3 separate regions of the Hordeum vulgare genome follow, and all the other regions are linked to region 1. Evidence: chromatin contacts called from public Hi-C data. All regions are on one chromosome and are shown on one strand. Each heading gives the region's core, a stretch centred on a gene start, on an enhancer-like site or on the middle of the called end of the contact. The rest is flanking DNA. Distances are from core to core; before and after follow the strand shown. Region 1 holds the start of LOC123427092. Region 2 holds the start of LOC123427089 (phosphoglycolate phosphatase 1A, chloroplastic-like). Region 3 holds the start of LOC123427093 (transcription factor bHLH153-like).

Region 1 (2,835 bases), core at 251-2,750:
ACAAACAATTTTCAGTTCACATTCTTGTGGGGGCGGTTGCCTTATGTTGGGCAATATAGTTACCAGGAATGATATAGTCTTCAACAAAAAATGTGTTCCATCTCCTGTGGAGGTTATTCATACATGTTCGCGATGGCTCCGTACTTGGTCTATCCTGCAGAAGCCGGAAGACAGGGACCTTTTTATGATGGCGTCTATACGGCTGGAGCGTACGGCCATGGAGGTTTTCTACACCCATGGATGGCGGTCTGACCTTCGGATAGGATCTGCTACATCTTAGGCTGCTAGACCACATTTTTTAGTTACCTTTTCTGTTGGTACTTTTCACTTCTTTCGGGTCTGCGTTGGCTGCGTGCATCAAGTTATGCAGAGGCCGGGTTTTTTTTGCGATGCGATTGTATCAACTCGATATCTCAATTCAATGAAATGCCCTTTATCAAAAAAAAAAAAACATGTATGCTGTCAACAGCTTTCCAAACAATGAACTGAGTCCGTGTGAAAGAATTTTCGGCAGAAGAAAAAAGAATTTCTAGGTAGAGCAATATTCCGGATGATCACAGAGGATAGTGATGGAAATCAGGTGAAACTAGGGATGTAAACCAGCCCCGTTTAAGCCCACTTATCAGTCTAACAGTTCAATAAAGTTTTTTTTCCCGGGGAAAATGAATTATCGAGCTAACTAAACAGGACTTGTGAGCACCGTTTGTTGCACCATTTGCATCCCTAGGTGAATCCTATGAGCCCCACCTAAAATATGCTTTATAGGAATTCCAAGCCTGCCACAAAACTACCCCAAAATCTAAGTACAAATGCAACAGCCAACCGTCATGAAACCACACTTGAACACCAATGTAGGCTGAAGTGCAGCATTCTACCCTTGTACGCATTCCCGATACTCTTGAACATGAATCCTGGTAAACTTAAAACGCACCCAACAAGCAGAAAATCATGTCACGGGCAAAGCAAAAAACGTACTACGTACAGGTACAGCTCGTAGGTGGATAGCCAGGGGACAGATCTAGATGGTGTGCCGGGTGCGCAAAGACACCCGAAAATTGTGAAGGTCAGCAGGATTAATCTAATCGCTGGAGTGGAGGGTGAAACCTCATACCTCAAAACCCAATGGCCAAAGACTGCGGACGGGGTGGATAAGGCCGGAACGCGACGTCCCGGCGAGGAAGAACGGTGACGGCGGGTCGTCTGGGGGCGGGGGCGGGGGCGGGGGCGGGGGCGGGATCGAGGCGTCAGCTGTAGCCTGTGGTATATGCTATATGAGAGATTCAGAGCCGCGTCAGTAGGTCGGGCGGACTCGGGAGGGAGAGGAAAGAAAGGTACGGGAGGAGGAGTAGAGCTTGGCTCCGCCGTGCCGCGCCGCGCCGCGACAAGCTCCCCGGTCGGCGGTGAGCGGGGACTGCGGAGGGGAGGCGGGGTGGGGAGAGGAAGGATTGGATTGCGTCGTCGTTTTTTTCGGCTGCATAGCGGAACCTTTTCGTACAACCGTACTGTACAGTGGAGTAGGGAAACCCTATTTAGCGCCACAGGCGCCGGTTACAGGCAAAATTAGCTAACCGGCGCCCGCAGCGCTTCGGAATGGGCCGGCCCATCTAGATATCCGTCATGAACTTTTTTTAACCCGTGAACTTTTTCTGAAATTGATGAATTTTTTTAAATCGGTGAAATTTTTAAAAAATCTATAAACATAATTTCAAATCTCTGAACTTTTTTCAAAATCAGTGAACTGTTTTTAAAAATTAATGAATGTTTTTCGAATTATGTGAACTTTTTGAAAATCCATGAACATATTTCAAAAATAGGTGAACTTGTTTTCATAATTATTTAATTTTTTCGCAAATTTAAACTTTTTGAAATACTGTGAACTTTTTTTGATTTTTTAGTAGCCGACGCATTTTACATGGGCCGGCCCACGAGGAGGAGCGCAACAGGCGCCTGTTCCTCTAACCGGCGCTGAAGGCGTCATATAAGACTTCCTGTCGAGTACTCTACCATGTAGCCCGTTTGGGCTGGTTGGTTACTTCTGGGCCTACTTCACGCCAACAGGCCCAAAAATATCCCACGGTGCTTTTTGAAAGTTTGTTTTAGACTTGGCAAATCCTCCGAATCACTAATTAAAGAGCACTTTTTGTAAATATCAATTCCATCTTTTCAGATCATGACAAATGATGCACTGCATGTGTATCATTTATTGCGACTTGAGAGTTTTTCCTTTTTGTAGATTTATTTATTCAAAAATATATATCTTTTAAACCGTGCGTCTAAATTTTAAACCGTTTTCATGTTAGAATTCTAAACGTAGATCCTATTCTAATATATTTTGATGAAAATTATTTTTCACAGACAAAACCGGACGAAAAAATCAAACCGGAAGCATGTTTTTTTCCTTTTCAAAAAAGGCATGACTCGCGGAAGCAAATTTATGCCTCCACAAGAAGTAAATGCATGTCTCTCGCGGAAGTAAAAAAAGATATTTTTCTCGTTTCCAAATGGAACAACTGTGTCTCTCACCAAAGCAAATCGATGCCTTTCGCAAAGGAAAAAATATATGTTCTTTTTCGTTTTCACAAGGCATAACTGCGCATCTCGCGGAACAAATTCGTGCCTTACATGGAAGGAAAAATGTGTTCTTTTCGATTTCGAGAGGCATGAGTATCCTTCTCACGAAAGCAAATCCATAACTCTCGCGGAAGAAAATATGAAAAGATATTTCCTTTCGCTTCCAAGAGACACAACTGTGCCTGTCATGCAAGCAAATCCGTGTATTTCGTGAAAGAAATTTAAAAGAAAACGTGTATTTCGTGCAAACGTATCATTTTTCTT
Region 2 (2,835 bases), core at 141-2,640, 230 kb after region 1:
CCGATGTGTACCCCCTCTTAATAGTACGGTTCCCCTACGATTCAATTTCACCGAAAACGAAATGCAGAAAAATAACCGTCTTCGCTATTATCCACCGAGGGGCAAGAATCGTCTTGTGCCATATGTAAATTATCTGAAAGGCTTAATGCATACGATTAGTCCGTAAATGCATTTTCATCAATCATCAAAACCACTAAGAAATAAATATGGCCTAACAACCTCTTCAATTAAATCGTTCCCAAACATAGGCCAAAATGTCTTATAAAAAATAACGTGAAGACCATCAGGCCCCGGAGCTTTCAAATTGCCAATGGCGAATAAAGCCTTACACACATCTTCAGCAGTGTAAGGAACAAGGAAGGCATTATTCATTTCAATGGACACTCTTCTCCAAAAGAGGGATAAGATTTCCTCACTCGGTTACGAAACTGACAATGTGATCTTCCAACTCCGTACCTTGCTTCCAAACCCCGGTGTCATCCAGAAGTTTCTTAATATTATTCCTCTTCTTTCTAGCCGTAGTCGCATTATGGAAAAAGAAGTATTACGGTCCATGTAACAGCTAGTTGGCATGAATAGATAGCAAATACTCGATCCAAACATCATGTTGTAGTCAAATTTCACTTTTTTCCTACTTCCCCGTTCCTAAATATAAGTCTCTCTAGCAATTTCATTGCGGACTACAAACGGAACAAAATGAGTGAATCCACATTCTAAATTATGTCTATATGCATCTGTATGTAGTTTATAGTGGAATCTTTAAAAAGACTCATATTTAAAAACCGAGGAGTAGTTATTAATTGGGGTGCTACGTCTCAGCCGGCGAATCTTTTAGAAAGATTCACCGCCTAGTGAGCCGTTGGATCTAACAATTGTACTTCGTAACAGATCTCTTGTGCAGAGACGTTTGCAATGGTGATTATATTGCGGGTTCTTTTACAATATGGGTCGTGTTGCCGGATTTCTTTTTGCAAGATGGATCATATGTTATGGATTTCTTTTACAACATGAATCATGTTGCGGGATTTTTTTATGTAATATGAGTTGTGTTGTCGGATTTGTTTTTGTAACATGGGTCGTGCTACAAGAATTTTTTTTACACGTTGCAGGGTTGGTTGCAAAAACAATGAAGCAGTTGTAGAACGTGGATACGGAGGGGTTGGTTCATGACCATTTAACGGAACCCATCCAACAGGCACGGATACGGTGGACTCTCGCTTAAAGTTGGTCGGTTGAAGAATCATTTCCCTTGTTAATTCGGCGGTTTCGTTTTCTCCCGACCTTTGCACGAGTGCAAACACTATCTCGAACCACAACCACAGCAACACTAGCCCCAATCCCTCCCCTTTGCCTTGCCAGCCACAAATCCGCAAGCCATGGACGCGCCACACCAACCAGACGGGACACGAGAAATGTTCATCCATGGCACAGCCACATAGGCATATACCGTTACATCGCCCAAACCGAGACCACACCAACCAAACGCCACCCGATCCTCTTCAAAGAAAAACGTACTAGCATCGAAGCAGCGATGCTCCTGGCTCGCGCCTCCCCCAGCTTCCTCGCCTCCACCTCCTCCACCCCTACCCCGTCGTCACAGACGCTGCCGCCGTCCGCGTCCTTCGGGAGGAGCCAGCGCACGGGCGGCGTCCTAGCCACGGCATCGCCGAACAGCGCCCCCAGACGGCCCGTGATGGCGGCTGCGGCGGCAGTCCCGGCGGCAAAGCTGGAGGACGCCGAGGCGCTCATCGACTCCGTCGAGACGTTCATATTCGACTGCGATGGTGAGAGACTGATCAATCGCTCAAGGTCTAGTTACCAGTTTGCTGGAGCTTTTCCTGAATGAATTGGCTGCTCTCTTCTTCTTGTCGTTGTGGCGCGTAGGGGTGATCTGGAAGGGCGACAAGCTGATCGACGGCGTGCCGGAGACGCTCGACCTGCTCAGATCAAAGGTCTGCTATGAACTGTAATGGCTCTGGTAGATTCGCAGAATGGATCATCTTCTCACACTTCATATGGGTTCTTGCTGGTTTCATCAAGCTGTTGCTGTGCTGCAGGGCAAGAGGCTGGTGTTCGTGACCAACAATTCCACCAAGTCGAGGAAGCAGTACGGGAAGAAATTCGAGACGCTCGGGCTCAGTGTCAACGAGGTATGCCTGTCATCAACTGCTGTCTCCCTTGACAATTTATGCTCCTGCTAATTGACTTGACGAGGCATGGCCGGTCAATGTGCAGGAAGAGATATTTGCTTCGTCCTTCGCAGCTGCCGCATACCTGGAGTCCATCGATTTCCCCAAAGACAAGAAGGTAGTACATCAGTCAACATCATTAGAAAATCTGGCTGCATTGCATTGTATTGCATTGGCACACATGATTTAGCACCAAAAAATCAAGAGCAGGGTTAAGTATTTCTATGGTCCAGGTTTACGTGATTGGAGAGGAAGGGATCCTCAAGGAGCTCGAGCTGGCTGGCTTTCAGTACCTCGGCGGACCTGTATGTAACAAAGAGTGACTCCTTTCTCTGTGATATTCATGATTATTTAACAGACCAAGATCATGTTTTCGTTTTAGCATGTTATTATAGTAGTAGGTGGTTTAGCCAATGTTGCATGCTAATCAGCATCAGCTGAGTGGACGAGAGTTTGGACAAACTTACACGACTTAGATTGTATCCCCGTGCTCTTGCAGACAGACGGTGACAAGAAGATAGAGCTGAAGCCTGGCTTCTACATGGAGCATGACAAAGATGTAAGTATAATCAAACTTCCTCTTCTGATCTTGAGTTACGAAGTGGCACCACTGCAGTAATAAAATGGATTTACACAGGTTGGAGCA
Region 3 (2,835 bases), core at 242-2,741, 180 kb before region 1:
TTAGCTGCTTGCTAGGGCGCCGCACCTGCATGCCTTGATCATCCCATTTGGAAAAGCAGCGATGCAACTCTAGGAGTAGTGTAGTCCTACTGTTTACACTAGGGAAATTACTTTGGTTTCTGTCATTTCACCGGCTGGCTAGCTTTGGTTTCACTTTTTGCTGTAAAGATGTTATGGGCTTTTGTATGGATGCATGCATGGCTTGGTACACACTTTTTCTTTACTTGTGAGAGATGAGATGAGATGAGATGAGGAAAAGGGAGGAGCGAGCAGGTGGATGAAGTGTGGAAGGAAGCTGGGAAAGAAGAAAGGACAAGGCGCTTTGTCCCGTCGATGATGCGATGCTGGTAACAGAAACCATGATTGACGAATTTGTCAACTAGCATGGCATGGCATGGCATGCACGCACGCGCTCGAGCGGTAGGGCTTTCCCTTCCCTCGTGTCTCCATGCCATGGTGTAGCACAGTACTGCACCCACTGTTGCCTTTTTCTTTTTCTTTCGGAATTAGCATTACTGCGTGTTTGTACTCCATAAGAGTACGTTTTGTCACTGGTCTACCGGCCGGCCGTGATGAATGCTGCTGAGTGCTGAGTACGTACTTGCCTCGTCGCGACGCAATCACGGGCCGGGGTGCTTGTTTATGTTCGTGTGTGTGCGTATATATCCGGCGCCTAATCAACCACCCTGGCGCTTAATTAAGGCCTCGTCTGGTCGGGGTCGGGGTCGGGTCGTGGCTAATTAATCCGGTCGCCGACGTAGCTAGATGTCCACCCAGGAGCCAGCTGTAGGGAGAGCCCTCGCCCGCTCCCGCTGCGCCTGCTGACACGTACGTACGTACGTCTACGCGTCTGTACCTCGCGCCATACACACGCCACCGCCTGCTCCTCCGTTTCCCCTCCCTCTCTCTCTCTCAAAGAACGGACGGTGACAAGACCGCCATGGCTGGTGTGCAGCTATGCTCTTAAAGTCTGCCGGCGCCATACCAAGTTAAGCCAAGCAAGAGGAAGAAGAAGATGTCTCCGTAATCCGTATGACTAGCTGTATCAGCTAGCGATCGTTCGGTAGCTAGCTAACTGGCACGGGGGGAGAAGTAATTAACAGATCGAGGCAAACGTATAGCAAACTAAGAGACTAACTGCATGCCTGCATCAAGCGAAAGGGCTGGTCTTACCTGCAGAGGCAGTTTGATATAGGGAGACCCAGACTCGACTCGACTCCACCGGCGGAGTTGCGCCGCCACGGCAGCGAGCTCCGACGCCTCCTCGCCTCGCCGTGTGTGGTTCCCGGAGTCGGAGAAAGTGCAAAGAGTAGATAGAAGAGAGAAAGGAAAGAGAAAAGGCTTATGGGGGGTTTAAGGATGGAGTTGGGGGAGAGGGGCCGCCCTGGGACAATTGGGGATCAGGGAGCCCCTGAGCATTTATATATACACACAAGACGAGAGACGCGGGCAGGGAGCGGGCGGTGGCTACCGGCAGCGGCAGATAGATGGATGGATAGATTTCTCTTTTTCTAAGACGAGGAAACCGGATGCTTTTATTAGATTAGAAGAGCGGCGCGCTATGTGCCCGAGCGTGACGACGGAAATGGATTCTTGCTCTCACGAAATCCTTCGGCGCACGTCCCGGACTGCACCAAGCAAAGCGAAAAAGGGCCGCAGAAGGGTGACGTGGAGCCGCTGGGAAACGGCGCGCCTGCGTCTGCGTCTGCGTGCGCCTAGCAGATTGTTTTGGCCTCACTTTCCATGACAGCTAATATCCAGAGGAGAGAGAGGAGAGGAGGGGAGGGGAAGGGATGGGGCCAAAGGCGTGACCGGGGGAGAGGGGTGCAGGAGAGGACAGGGCTCGCGGGGTGACGCCATATGCCCAGCCCAGCCCAGCCCACAGAGAGGGACGGGGACAAACGGGTCCGTCCGTGCATGCTCTCTCGCTTTGCGGTGCGGTGCGGTGCCGTGCCGCGCCGCGCAGGCGCAGGGGCAGCGGGGGGCGCCGTGCGGGTGACATTTGTGCGGGGATGCATGCGCCGAAAGGGACGGCGAGGCGATCGCCAGCCAGCCACCAGGGGAGGTGTGTGTTTTCCTGCATGCATCGTCGACCGGCGACTTGTCCACGTCCGGGCTGGGGTTGGGTTACGCCGTATGCGACGCAGTACAGCGATGCGTGCACAGCCTGGTGGTGTTCTTCTGTCGACGAGGGAAATACGTATGGGATAGGGTGTAGAGAGTGTAGACGTGCGGTGGCTAGCAGGCGTTTGCGTGCCGCTCTTGGCGAAGCCTACGCGTATTGCCGAATTTAGCGAATTTGGAATGGTTCCGGAAAGAAAAGAGGATCACGTGTACTATTAGTTTTTCTCTCTTCTATGAATATATTTGCCTTGTTTTTCTGGGTTTCTACGTGTATGAAGAGCAACTTCAACGGGGCGATCCATTTCGTCCCTCATCGTTCGTTTGGGTCCACACAGACAAAAAGTTGGTCAAACGCGTCGACCTAAAAGGACGCGTGTCCGCTTTTTGTCCGCCTATCGACCCATTCTGGTTTAGTTTTGAGCCTGATTTGCGTAGACGCGGACACTTCCCTCCGTGGCCCGCAAGTCGGCGACAAAGTGGTCACCTTTTTCCCTCAATTTCCCCCATACTCTCCCGCTCGCTCCCGGGACGACGACTTCGAGGCCGCCACCGCCATCTCCTCAATGGCCTCATCCGTCGCCGCCGTCGAAGCCAGAGGCAAGGTCCGCGCCCCCAGCAAGGCCGCTCGTCGCCCAAAAAGAAGAAGAAGGAGTTGACGCCCGAGGAGCGGGCCATGGAGTTGCCCAAGAGGAAGGGCGGGAGGCACGCACA

Evidence for each region. Hi-C and Micro-C count contacts between places; a contact is called where the count stands out from the background.
Region 2: a contact with region 1 is called in a Hi-C map of seedling, with 6 times the contacts expected there. The contact joins the promoter of LOC123427089 here to the promoter of LOC123427092 in region 1. A contact is called at or near these places in 4 of 6 Hi-C or Micro-C datasets (leaf and seedling).
Region 3: a contact with region 1 is called in a Hi-C map of seedling, with 2.7 times the contacts expected there. The contact joins the promoter of LOC123427093 here to the promoter of LOC123427092 in region 1. A contact is called at or near these places in 4 of 6 Hi-C or Micro-C datasets (leaf and seedling) and 1 of 1 datasets of contacts at active chromatin or transcription factors (embryo).

The regions. Positions count from the first base shown.
Region 1 is chr2H:538,888,802-538,891,636 of MorexV3_pseudomolecules_assembly, reverse strand. LOC123427092 reads right to left here and starts at 1,500. Exons shown (of 4, transcript XM_045111046.1): 1 at 1,112-1,500.
Region 2 is chr2H:538,657,938-538,660,772 of MorexV3_pseudomolecules_assembly, reverse strand. It overlaps LOC123427089 (phosphoglycolate phosphatase 1A, chloroplastic-like), which reads left to right and starts at 1,390. Exons shown (of 11, transcript XM_045111043.1): 1 at 1,390-1,784; 2 at 1,885-1,952; 3 at 2,058-2,150; 4 at 2,236-2,307; 5 at 2,423-2,494; 6 at 2,689-2,748; 7 at 2,827-2,835. The coding sequence starts at 1,532.
Region 3 is chr2H:539,073,704-539,076,538 of MorexV3_pseudomolecules_assembly, reverse strand. It overlaps LOC123427093 (transcription factor bHLH153-like), which reads right to left and starts at 1,491. Exons shown (of 5, transcript XM_045111049.1): 1 at 1,174-1,491.